Linked DNA regions of Mus musculus: region 1 is linked to region 2. The links are chromatin contacts, called in public Hi-C maps. All regions are on one chromosome and are shown on one strand. Each heading gives the region's core, a stretch centred on a gene start, on an enhancer-like site or on the middle of the called end of the contact. The rest is flanking DNA. Distances are from core to core; before and after follow the strand shown. Region 1 has its middle 49 kb from the start of Gm30609. Region 2 overlaps Gm41387 (a long non-coding RNA gene).

What was found. Hi-C and Micro-C count contacts between places; a contact is called where the count stands out from the background.
Region 1: a contact with region 2 is called in a Hi-C map of cerebral cortex, with 2.0 times the contacts expected there. The contact joins two enhancer-like sites. A contact is called at or near these places in 1 of 484 Hi-C or Micro-C datasets (cerebral cortex) and 1 of 115 datasets of contacts at active chromatin or transcription factors (embryonic stem cells).

The regions. Positions count from the first base shown.
Region 1 is chr15:94,009,420-94,014,372 of GRCm38.p6, forward strand. No RefSeq gene overlaps it. Among named protein-coding and RNA genes, the nearest start is that of Gm30609, 49 kb to the left of the region's middle. Within about 2 kb of position 2,347, at least 36 of the 459 cell types and tissues checked have an H3K27ac peak or open chromatin away from gene starts, as enhancers often do. A contact at or near this core is called in cerebral cortex, where this site is marked.
Region 2 is chr15:93,695,311-93,700,482 of GRCm38.p6, forward strand. It overlaps Gm41387 (a long non-coding RNA gene), which reads left to right. Exons shown (of 3, transcript XR_875601.1): 2 at 3,006-3,138; 3 at 3,229-3,336. It overlaps Gm41386 (a long non-coding RNA gene), which reads right to left. Exons shown (of 7, transcript XR_875596.1): 6 at 5,057-5,122; 7 at 2,105-2,399. Among named protein-coding and RNA genes, the nearest start is that of Gm30339, 8.6 kb to the right of the region's middle. Within about 2 kb of position 3,296, at least 42 of the 459 cell types and tissues checked have an H3K27ac peak or open chromatin away from gene starts, as enhancers often do. A contact at or near this core is called in cerebral cortex, where this site is marked.

The DNA of each region.
Region 1 (4,953 bases), core at 1,097-3,596, 310 kb after region 2:
CCCCGCCCCCAAGTCATGCAGCAGGATGATGTCACTTTTATTTGTGATCATCTATAAAATGAATAATGTATATTAAACTTGGAGCAGTCAGTCCTAAATGACATGTCTTCATAAGTCCTTTCCTCCTTGGGTGCAGGAAGATGTGCAGAAGAGGAGGCAGAGGCTAAGAGCCAGAGAAGATGGATGATACCAAGGAAACAGTGTCTTCCAGGCACAGCAAGACTGGACACATGTGCACTTACAGAGACCATGAGAGCGTGAACAGGGCTGCACAAGTCCAAGCCAGATAGTATCCCAAAGCTGAGCGTGGGAAAGAGACACAGGCGTCCACCATAACCAAGGAGTTATCTGGAAGCGATACATGCTGGCAAAGGGAAATTTAGTTTTTTCCAATAAGGTCTCACTGGGTAATATTAACCACACATAAGGGTAAACCACATGCCCAACATTAGATGGACAACAGAAGACAAATTCAATGCTATTTTTGTAGACTTTTTGCCTCATATTGCTTTGTTTGGGCATTTTTGTTTGTCTTACTAGTCTTTTGCTTTTATGCATTTTGGTTTCTGTCTTTGTGTCATGTGTGTGTTTCTTGATTTTTTGCTATTTGTTATTGGTTTTGTTTGTTTTTTTAAGAGTGTGGGTGGAGGACATGGTGTTGGGTGGATAAGGAGGTTGGGGGGGATTTGGAAGAAGTTGGGGGAGGGGAAAGCATGATGAGAATATACGGAATGAAAAAAGTTTTGTTTGTTTGTTTGTTTCTGTACTGAAGTCTGAACTCATTGCATGAGTTCAGCAATGACTGAGGTCAAGCCTGACTGATGTGAACTCTTCCACCAGTCTGGCTGATGTACAGGGGGAATGGGGAGCTGGACTCCCCTGAACTCTCTTGGCCTCTGCTGTCAAATACTGCTATGGACCGAGGGTTGGCTCTGTGATAGAGTGCTTGCCTAGCAAGTCTATGGCTCTAGGTTCAATTCCTACCACCCTTAAGTAAATAAGCAAAAGGTTCTCTAAGAATCATATATATTGCTGCCTACTTAGTATAACATGTGTGTGATTAAATGAGATGAATGATAACTCAATCTTTACAAGTCTTTACAAAAGAGAAAGGTCTGTTAAGAATATTCTTGTGATGCAAATTTACACTGAAGATAAAATAAACAGGCCAGGTATTTGAGAAATACAAGAAAGCAGTTGATCTGCAAGTTTGTCTCCAAGTGAGAGTTGTTCTCCGAGTTGGTAAAAAGAATGACAACTTACAACCATCTACAAAACTAGTGAAAACATCAGAAAACCTATTTGAAATAACAGATTGATCCTTACTTTAGTTAACAATGATTCTTGTCCTAATATAATTTCCTTGATATATAGGTCTATTAATATATAAAGCCTATATGATTAGTAAAACTTTAAAGATGTTCGTTTCATTTTATCCTATTTATTTAAATATCCTGGGCTCTGTTTATTATTATATGTATGTATATACATATATATACACATATATATATACATATAATAATATATGCATGTATACATATATGTATATACATATATTATATATGCATATATATTATACACATATAATAATATATATTATTATATAGTATATTGTGTTTATAATATACACATTTATATAATATACACATTGTATATTATATATACATATATGTGCATATATCATTTACAAATAAACCCATGTACATCTATTGATATCATAAAAGAAAAAAAGTGGAGCCAAAGCTACGTACGGTGAAGTGCAAGCATGACTGAGCAAACCATCTTGCAGCTTTTGAAGTAGAAATTTACAAGGCACATTGGCTTCCTAGTTTGGACAAGCTACTGAAATACCTGATGGGATCTTATGGTGCATACCTGGCAGAGAGTGCCTGCATCAGAATTCTCAGAGATCTGAGGACAGACTTGGTTGCTCTGAGTCCCCATTGTTCAGTCAAAGCTGCCTAGAATCTCCTGCTGTTCTTGGGGTAGGCTGGGACAGTCTGGTCTGAGCCACAGCACATGGTTGTCTCTGGCCATATGCTTGGTAGACCATTATCTTCTAGCTGAGCCCCACATTACTTTGGTGGGAGTTCCCCACCCCCATCCTCAGACCAAGTCACAGACAGTCAGGAAGAAAACGTCACACAAATAGGAAGCATTATTTTAGGAAGCAAATCTCTGCTACTCTGAAGCTTTTGCAAAGCTCCGTCTATAGGTGACACGCCCGACACATCTGCTTTTGTGTGTGGGAGACAGTCTATATTTATCATTCAGGATGAGTCACCTTGCAGCAGAGCAGGGTCTACTTCAGTCTTTGTGTTTAGATGGCTCTTGGGTAGAATGTGCTGTAGTGGTTAAGCTTTAAGTTGTACATATCTGGCTTCCTGATAGTCTGCTACAGAGAGCAACTATAGCTATGGAGGTAAAAAAAAATCTCCCTCCTGCTTTCCCCTTTCTCTCAGGCTGACTTTAAAGATGTAACTGGAGAGGAGGTGCTTCAACGGATGCTGGGGAAACCAGGTGGCCTTTGAATGTGGCCAAGGAAGAAGAGAATAAACATAAATGTAAGAGAGGCCACAGAAATGTTCTGAACTGGCAGAGGAGCAGCTCTTGCCCGTCACTAAGCATCCAGTGTAGCTGAAAGCAGATTCTTAGTGCTGCTCTCAGACAGGACCCCAGGATGTCAGCTGTGGTGTGAGGCAGCGAGCAAAATGGTGGGAAGCAGAGGAAGGCACGAGTGCAGAGTCCTCGTGAACGTGAGGAGGTGACATGAGCCCACTAAGGCAAGGACCATACCCTCAAACCCATGGCAGAATGACAAAGTCCCCTCCCACATCAGGGGACTGAAGCTCGGAGGGTGACAAAGTCTTCTGTGTGCAAGTGTTGACAGTGTGTGCATACACTGCCCACCTTAGCTCTCTCCTTTGAATAGTTACAGTCTTAAGACTGCTCCCCTACAGCGACTGAGCATACTGAAAATAGTTGAACCTGTCCTTGATGCAGCTATATGCATAAATCCTGCCTCCTAGTATCTGTCTTAATATCCCCACCCCCTGTTCAACTTATATAATAAACCTGCAGAGCTACTGTGGTCCTGTGCCTTTTCCATCTGAGAGACTTGTGTACCAGATCCTTGATTGTCTGTGTGTCTGTGTGCCTATGTGTCTGTGTCTCTGTGTCTTTGTGTCTGTATGTCTATGTGTCTGTGTGTCTGTATGTCTGTGTGTCTGTGTGTCTGTGTGTCTGTATGTCTATGTGTCTGTGTGCCTGTATGTCTATGTGTCTGTGTGCCTATGTCTGTGTGACTGTGTGCCTGTATGTCTGTGTGTCTGTATGTCTGTGTGTCTGTATGTCTATGTGTCTGTATGTCTGTGTGTCTGTGTGTCTGTGTGTCTGTGTGACTGTGTGCCTGTATGTCTGTGTGTCTGTATGTCTGTGTGTCTGTATGTCTGTGTGTCTGTGTGTCTGTATGTCTATGTGTCTGTATGTCTGTATGTCTGTATGTCTGTATGTCTGTATGTCTGTATGTCTGTATGTCTGTATGTCTGTATGTCTGTGTGTCTGTGTGTCTGTGTGTCTGTGTGACTGTGTGCCTGTATGTCTGTGTGTCTGTATGTCTGTGTGTCTGTATCTATGTGTCTGTATGTCTGTGTGTCTGTGTGCCTGTGTGTCTGTGTGTCTGTGTGACTGTGTGACTGTGTGCCTGTATGTCTATGTGTCTGTGTGTCTGTATGTCTATGTGTCTGTATGTCTGTATGTCTGTGTGTCTGTGTGCCTGTATGTCTGTGTGTCTGTATGTCTATGTGTCTGTGTGTCTATGTGTCTGTGTGTCTATGTGTCTGTGTGCCTTTCTTTCTTTAGGCTTCTTCCTCTAAAGAGGGAACTGCTGGAAAATGTCCCCTCACCCTAACCACCACCCACAGTGAGCAGTCTATTGAGAGGCTGGAGCTGGCACCCAGTGGCACTTGGAAAAAGTCTGTCCCATACCCTGGAGCTGTCCCTCTGCAGCCAAGGACACAGTGTGATCCTTTCCTATTGTGGGTTGTCAAGCACAGACTGTTCCTGGCTCCCATTACATTTGAGTTTGTCCAATTTTTTTTTCAGGTCACTTGGGATGACATCTGGGACCCCCACCTCCTTCCTCTAATCAACATTGACAATTTTTCTTCTTTTCCCGGGCTTATCTTTTTTTCTCCCATTCTTGGCTAAGGATTCTCACTGAAGCTGAATCAGCTGGAAAAGGCACGGATGAAATTGTTCTAGGTTTGTGTGGGGAATGAGCCTTAGCAATACCTGTATTAGTCAGGGTTCTCTAGAGTCACAGAACTTATGGATAGTCTCTATATAGTAAGAGAATTTATTGATGACTTACGGTCGGCAGCCCAATTCCCAACAATGGTTCAGTCGCAGCTGTGAATGGAAGTCCAAGGATCTAGCAGTTACTCAGTCTCACGTAGCAAGCAGGCGAAGGAGCAAGAGCTAGACCCCCTTCTTTCAATGTCCTTATATTGTCTCCAGCAGAAGGTGTAGCCCAGATTAAAGGTGTGTTCCTTAAACTCAGAGATTTAATCTTCTGGAATCCATAGCCACTATGACTCAAGATCTCCATACCAAGATCCAGATCAGAAATTTCTATCTCCAAGCCTCCAGATTAGGGTCACTGGTGAGCCTTCCAATTCTGGATTGTAGTTCATTCCAAATATAGTCAAGTTGACAACCAGGAATAGCCACTACAATACCCTATGTTTTCAGCTCCCTGTTTTCACTCTAGCCTTCAGGAAGATCTGGGAGGTGAGTGTAAGGATGAGCTGACATCTTCCAGTACGGTGGCTTCTCTAGCCCCTTTCTCATTAAAAAGGAGGTCAGGGCCATTAGTCTCCATGATCAATTTTGTGGTCTGAGTTGGTCGTGTGATGATGTAAATGGCCTTAACTGCATGGTTTGATCATCCCA
Region 2 (5,172 bases), core at 2,046-4,545:
TTCTTTTTATTCCTCAGCTATTTTATGAATATTATGTCTGCCAGACCCTGCTCTATGATAAACAAGACGAATAAGGACCCCCCTCTCCTGCTTAGAGAGTTGACATTCAGTGTGGACTAAAAAGAAAATAAACAGGTAGACCCAGACTCCCAAGTTAATTACAGATTGTGGTCATTTCGATGAAGTAAACAAACACGGTACTGTATGAAAAGACTGCCTTCCCAGGGTGAGCTCTCTGTACTGCCGATCCAAGGGGTGGTATCTGAGCAGAGGCTTGATGGATGGGCTTTAGGTAAGGGGCAGGAACTGGGCAGATGGTTGAATCCTCTAAGGAAACATCTTCTGTAGTGGGATATCACATGCTACTAATGACGGCCATGACACATCGACACAGGGAGCACTCCTTATGTTCCAGGCTATGTGTTAAGCATTTTCCAGACTCTGTTGGATTTGCGGTAGACATCGAGGGTTTTACCTCTACCATTCAGAGGAGGAATCAGAGGAGACATCAAGAAGTCAAGTGAACAGTGTAGGGTCACACGGTAGGAGGCAGTGTGAGTAATTAACCTGCATTTTGCGGGAGGGCCAAAAGCTCTTCGCATCCTGTGGGTCTCTTCTTGAGTGTCAGAGGCAACTGCTGACTGTAGAGAGAGGATGGTTGTCACGTGTCATGTGTCCAGGCTTGCCAGCATCAGGAAGCTGAACAGAGACCACTTGATACTGTGGAGCACTGGGTTTCGCAAGGTGCTTGTAACATACCTTATGCTTATTGTGTCACGTGTTCATCGATCATCCAGTGAGATTTGGATGAGCAAATTGGGTTTAAGAGAGGCTAAGCACCTTCTGACGTCATTCAGCTGGTGAGGGGTGTGAACACTCTGTCCTGCTTCCCTGACAGAGTCAGCTAATTGCTGCAGTGGCTTAACACACATACACCAAGGACCAAAACTTTCAGAACCCTTTCTTTCTGCCACGGGGCTGCCCCAGCCCCCATTCATGCTACCCTGTCTCCAGGGATGCTGTTGCTTGTTGCAAGATTGGTGGCCTCCTTTCTCTATTCTGACAATTACTGGTAAGTACTTGGACACATCCTAGGATAAATTGCCATGCCTTCTTTCTTTAGAATGATGTCAACCCAGCAGGAAACCACTTCCAATCATTAAAAAGCCAATACGGGTTCCTCTGTCACCAACTCTCCACAGATGGCGGGGGTGGGGGGTGGGGTTGCTGCTGCAAGCAGGGTAAAAGAAACTACACTGAAGGGTAAAGATACTGTCATAGCTGTCTCAGACACTGTAGCCTCAATAGGGACTTGGAAAATGCAGGATCCACTGGAAGGGGAGGTCCCAGGAAGGAGAGAAACGCTGGAATGGAAGATGGGTAGAGAACCTAAGGCACTTGACCCTGGACAGCCTTTCCGATGCTCACGTGGGTGGATCCCACCGTGGCACCACAGTTATGGCACCAGTAATTCCCTGTCACAGCAATGAGGGCATCAATCAGATGACACCGAACACCAGGCTCATAATCCCACGTGGTTGATGCAATGTACAATTTTGGTTAAAATCTCCTTCTCGACCCACTTCTGGCCAACCTACTACTTTCAGAGTTTCTTACGTGCTCTGCTTGACCTGCGGTAGTGTGGGTCAGATCATGTGTGGGGAGATGGCTTGGCACAGTTTCTTCTAGCCTCTGGGTTGATGCAGGTTGGGGTTCGTTGAAAAATGACTTGATCATTTGTCATTTGGGCTTGAGCTGAATTGAGAGCCTGAGAAGGAACCAGGGCACATTCCCAAGTCAACAAGTCTGAATGACAAGATTCGTGTGATCGGTTTCAGCACACACCATATGGTCAGAAGCCAAACGTCCATGCAACTGTTCAAGATTTCCGTGGGGGAAAAAAGATTTTTATATGTTTAAAGAGTGGCTTTTAGCTTTACCTAACTCTTGAACCTCTGTGGGCAAAAGTATATTGCTATCAATGTTTTTTTTCTTCCAACTCTCCCCAGGGTATTTGTATGTAATAATTAGCTCTCTATAATGTACACATCAAAATGTTAGTGGGCTTACTATCAAGACCTATTAAAACTTGCTTTGTGGGTTATTTTATAAAAACAGTTTTATTTGTAAGACATTCTCGGTCCGTGGCAGACACTCAGCACAGAACATAAGTCACAGACATGTGCAAAGCTCTGAGCTCAGGACATATTGGCACACAGATCTCCAGTGTTCTGAGGTGTCACACAGATCTCCAGTGTTCTGAGGTGTCACACAGATCTCCAGTGTTCTGAGGTGTCACATAGACTTGGGCTGTTTTCTGGTTTGGCACCAACTGGCTATGTGACAACACCAAACTCCTTAGCTCTCTTCTCTTCATGCCTGGCGGGGCGTGGGGTAGGCTGGGGATGAGAGTGGAAGACAAATGACCCCTGTGCATCTATCCATCTCTGGCTATTTTTCTTTTTTGTTTTTTTGTTTTCCATGAAAATTAATCCTGACTTGTCCAACTGCCCCACTGTGTGTCTCTCAGAGGCTGACATACACACATGTTTTAAAACTCAAATGTGTACCTTCTACCCTTATTTTTAAGCCATGGTGGCAATCTCTGCCCTAAACTCAGTCCAGCGCTTCATTCCAGAATGATTTCTGTTGTGTGATAGTTGGCTAGGAAAGTATTTTCAAGTCTTTTTAAATTATAGGACAGCATCTCCTCCTCTTCAGGCTTCCAAACTGTAAACATGACCATAATCTTTGACTGTTATCCAAGGCTTTGCTAAAGCTTTAGACAGCAGATATCAAAATCAACCAGCTTTATGCATTGGCTTTACTGTTCTATAAAAATCTTCTGGCAAGCTTCAATATGCTGGTATAACTATAACACGGGGTTTGGGGGGAGAAGACCCCCCATTAATAGGAGAACTGAAGACCAGGCTAACAGGTTTGTTGATGCACTAATATAGAATAATCTCTGCTAACTATAATTAACTCATATGCTCCTGTCACAGGTTGACTCTCCAAATACTTGCCCGTCACGACTGATATTCTTCTGTGAGACGTGAGCAGATGCTCCAACAACTGTCTGGAGCCTTGGAGTGTGTGCCCTTATCCTTGGCAGGAGAAGCGTCTATTTTTAGGAAGGTATTTTGACACTTTACCTCTTGGCTACATTGTCTTTTTAAAAAAAAAAAAAAAGAACCGTCCCAGTGAATAGTCTCCCACTCCCTACAGGGCTACAGGGCGTGCAGAGACACTCAGCCTGAGCTTGTTCGCTGGCAGTCAACTGGCCCAAGACCAAAGCAGCTAATCAGCTCCGGGTTTATTTTGGGGTTGGAGGGTGGTGGGGGTGGGGTGGGGAGGAGATACCTTCTCACACACTGACAGCCTTTCTCTCGGCTTCCTCTCCTACAGGCTGTCCTGGTTAGCTTGACAATTGTCTTGGGACTTCCAATCAAGGTTCCTCTCTGTGAGAAGGAACATGCCTCATGCTGGCTTTTTTTTTCTGAGGACTTTTTCAGAAGGGACCAAAAACATTGTTTCTCTCGTATTCCTGAAAACCGCCTGACTGCTCCGTATTTAGCTCAGGAGAGAGTTAGGGAGGCTGTTGCTGCTGTGCTTTGGGGGGGTGGGGGGGGGATAGCTGGGAACCACGATGAAGAAGCAGCCGTGGCAAACGAGCCAAGTCGAAATGTCTAATTGACATGTAAACAAGAAATGAAAGCAAAGGCATCTCTATAAAACAAAGCAGGACAGAGTGATACCAAAAAGAGACCCACCTAAGCTGGTGAGAACACATGAAGTCACAGCAGAAACGCTGAACTCAGAGCTTCTCCTCTGGGCCCCCGGGGAAGGGCTATGGCACACTTTGCTGACCTGATTCTTGGTTTCCTAGAAATTCATCCTCCCTGTGTTCTCAAGCCCTAAGTCCACAACACAACGGTAAGCGAGGGTAGCGTAAAAACCATCAGGCTGAGGGTAAGGACATTTGCCTACAGCAGGAGGTGCCTTCAGAAGACAAAGAAGAGAAGCCCACTGTTAATGCTGTTTATAGTAAATATTAAAGAAAAAAATTTACAGAGTAGCAGCTGTCAAGTTTTCCTGATATGTAACAAGGTTTAATTTGTTTTGGGGCACTGTGGAAGTCTTAACTTGTTTGCTGGTAAATTTTTTTTCTTAGTGTTTTTCTTTTTAAGGCTCATGAGTTCTCCCCTAACGGATTCTTGAAGTCAGCCACCAGAAGTAGAAAGTATTCAGAAACCCTCTAACATTGTCCCAAGTGAAGGCAGGTCCCTTATGAGGAATCTACATACACTGTTGAGAACCTTATCATGTGTTCAGTCACTTTGGCAAAAACCAAAATACCCCCCCCCTCCTCCCAATCTCCTCAAACTAAAAATCGATCAAATGAACTCCCTCCCCAGAAACAAATAGCTTTTAGGTTGGTCATGTAGTTATCAAATATGATTGATGGCATTTGCTGAGACTCTAGTCGGTGCCAGCAAGGCTGGAGGAGAGAGCAGAGAATTTCCTAGACTTAGAGAATTTTTTTTGGCATTGTCTCCTAAACAATCACACTAAGACCTCCATGTATTGACAGCTCGAAGATTCCAAGAGAGATAATCTGTTCTAAGATTTGGAAAATAATGATGGAGAATCAGGACATTTCCTGAGGATAAATGGCCAGCTGGAGAGAATTAACTCTCAGCCTTAAGTTCAACCCAGTGCCATTAACCCGCCCAGTCCCTGGGCTCGAGCTAGACCGGTGGCCCTGTTTACAGGACACATGCAACTTCCCTGTGGGGGAACCAGAGTGAGGACGACGATTGTTTGTAGAGAACTTATTTCATAAGTTTGAGACTCTCTGGGAATAGCAAGTGTGACTCGTAGGGAAGTTTAATGTTGTTACTGGTGACTGGAGCTGGCCAGGCTGCTCCAGCAGGCGGCAGGGTGGAGACCTGGCACAAGGCCTCTGTCTGTTCATTGTGCCAACAATCCCTGAGCTCGGTGCCATGAGCTTACTGCAGCTCAGCAGATCTATAATCGCAGGCCAGAAACCTACCTTGGCAACCTTTTGAAACTTCTGTCACAATCCTTGGAGAAGCAGCAGAGAAGCAACTGAAGTCAGCTAGGGGGGAAAGAGAGGAAAGAGCAGCTGCCTTGGTGGAGCCATCCTAG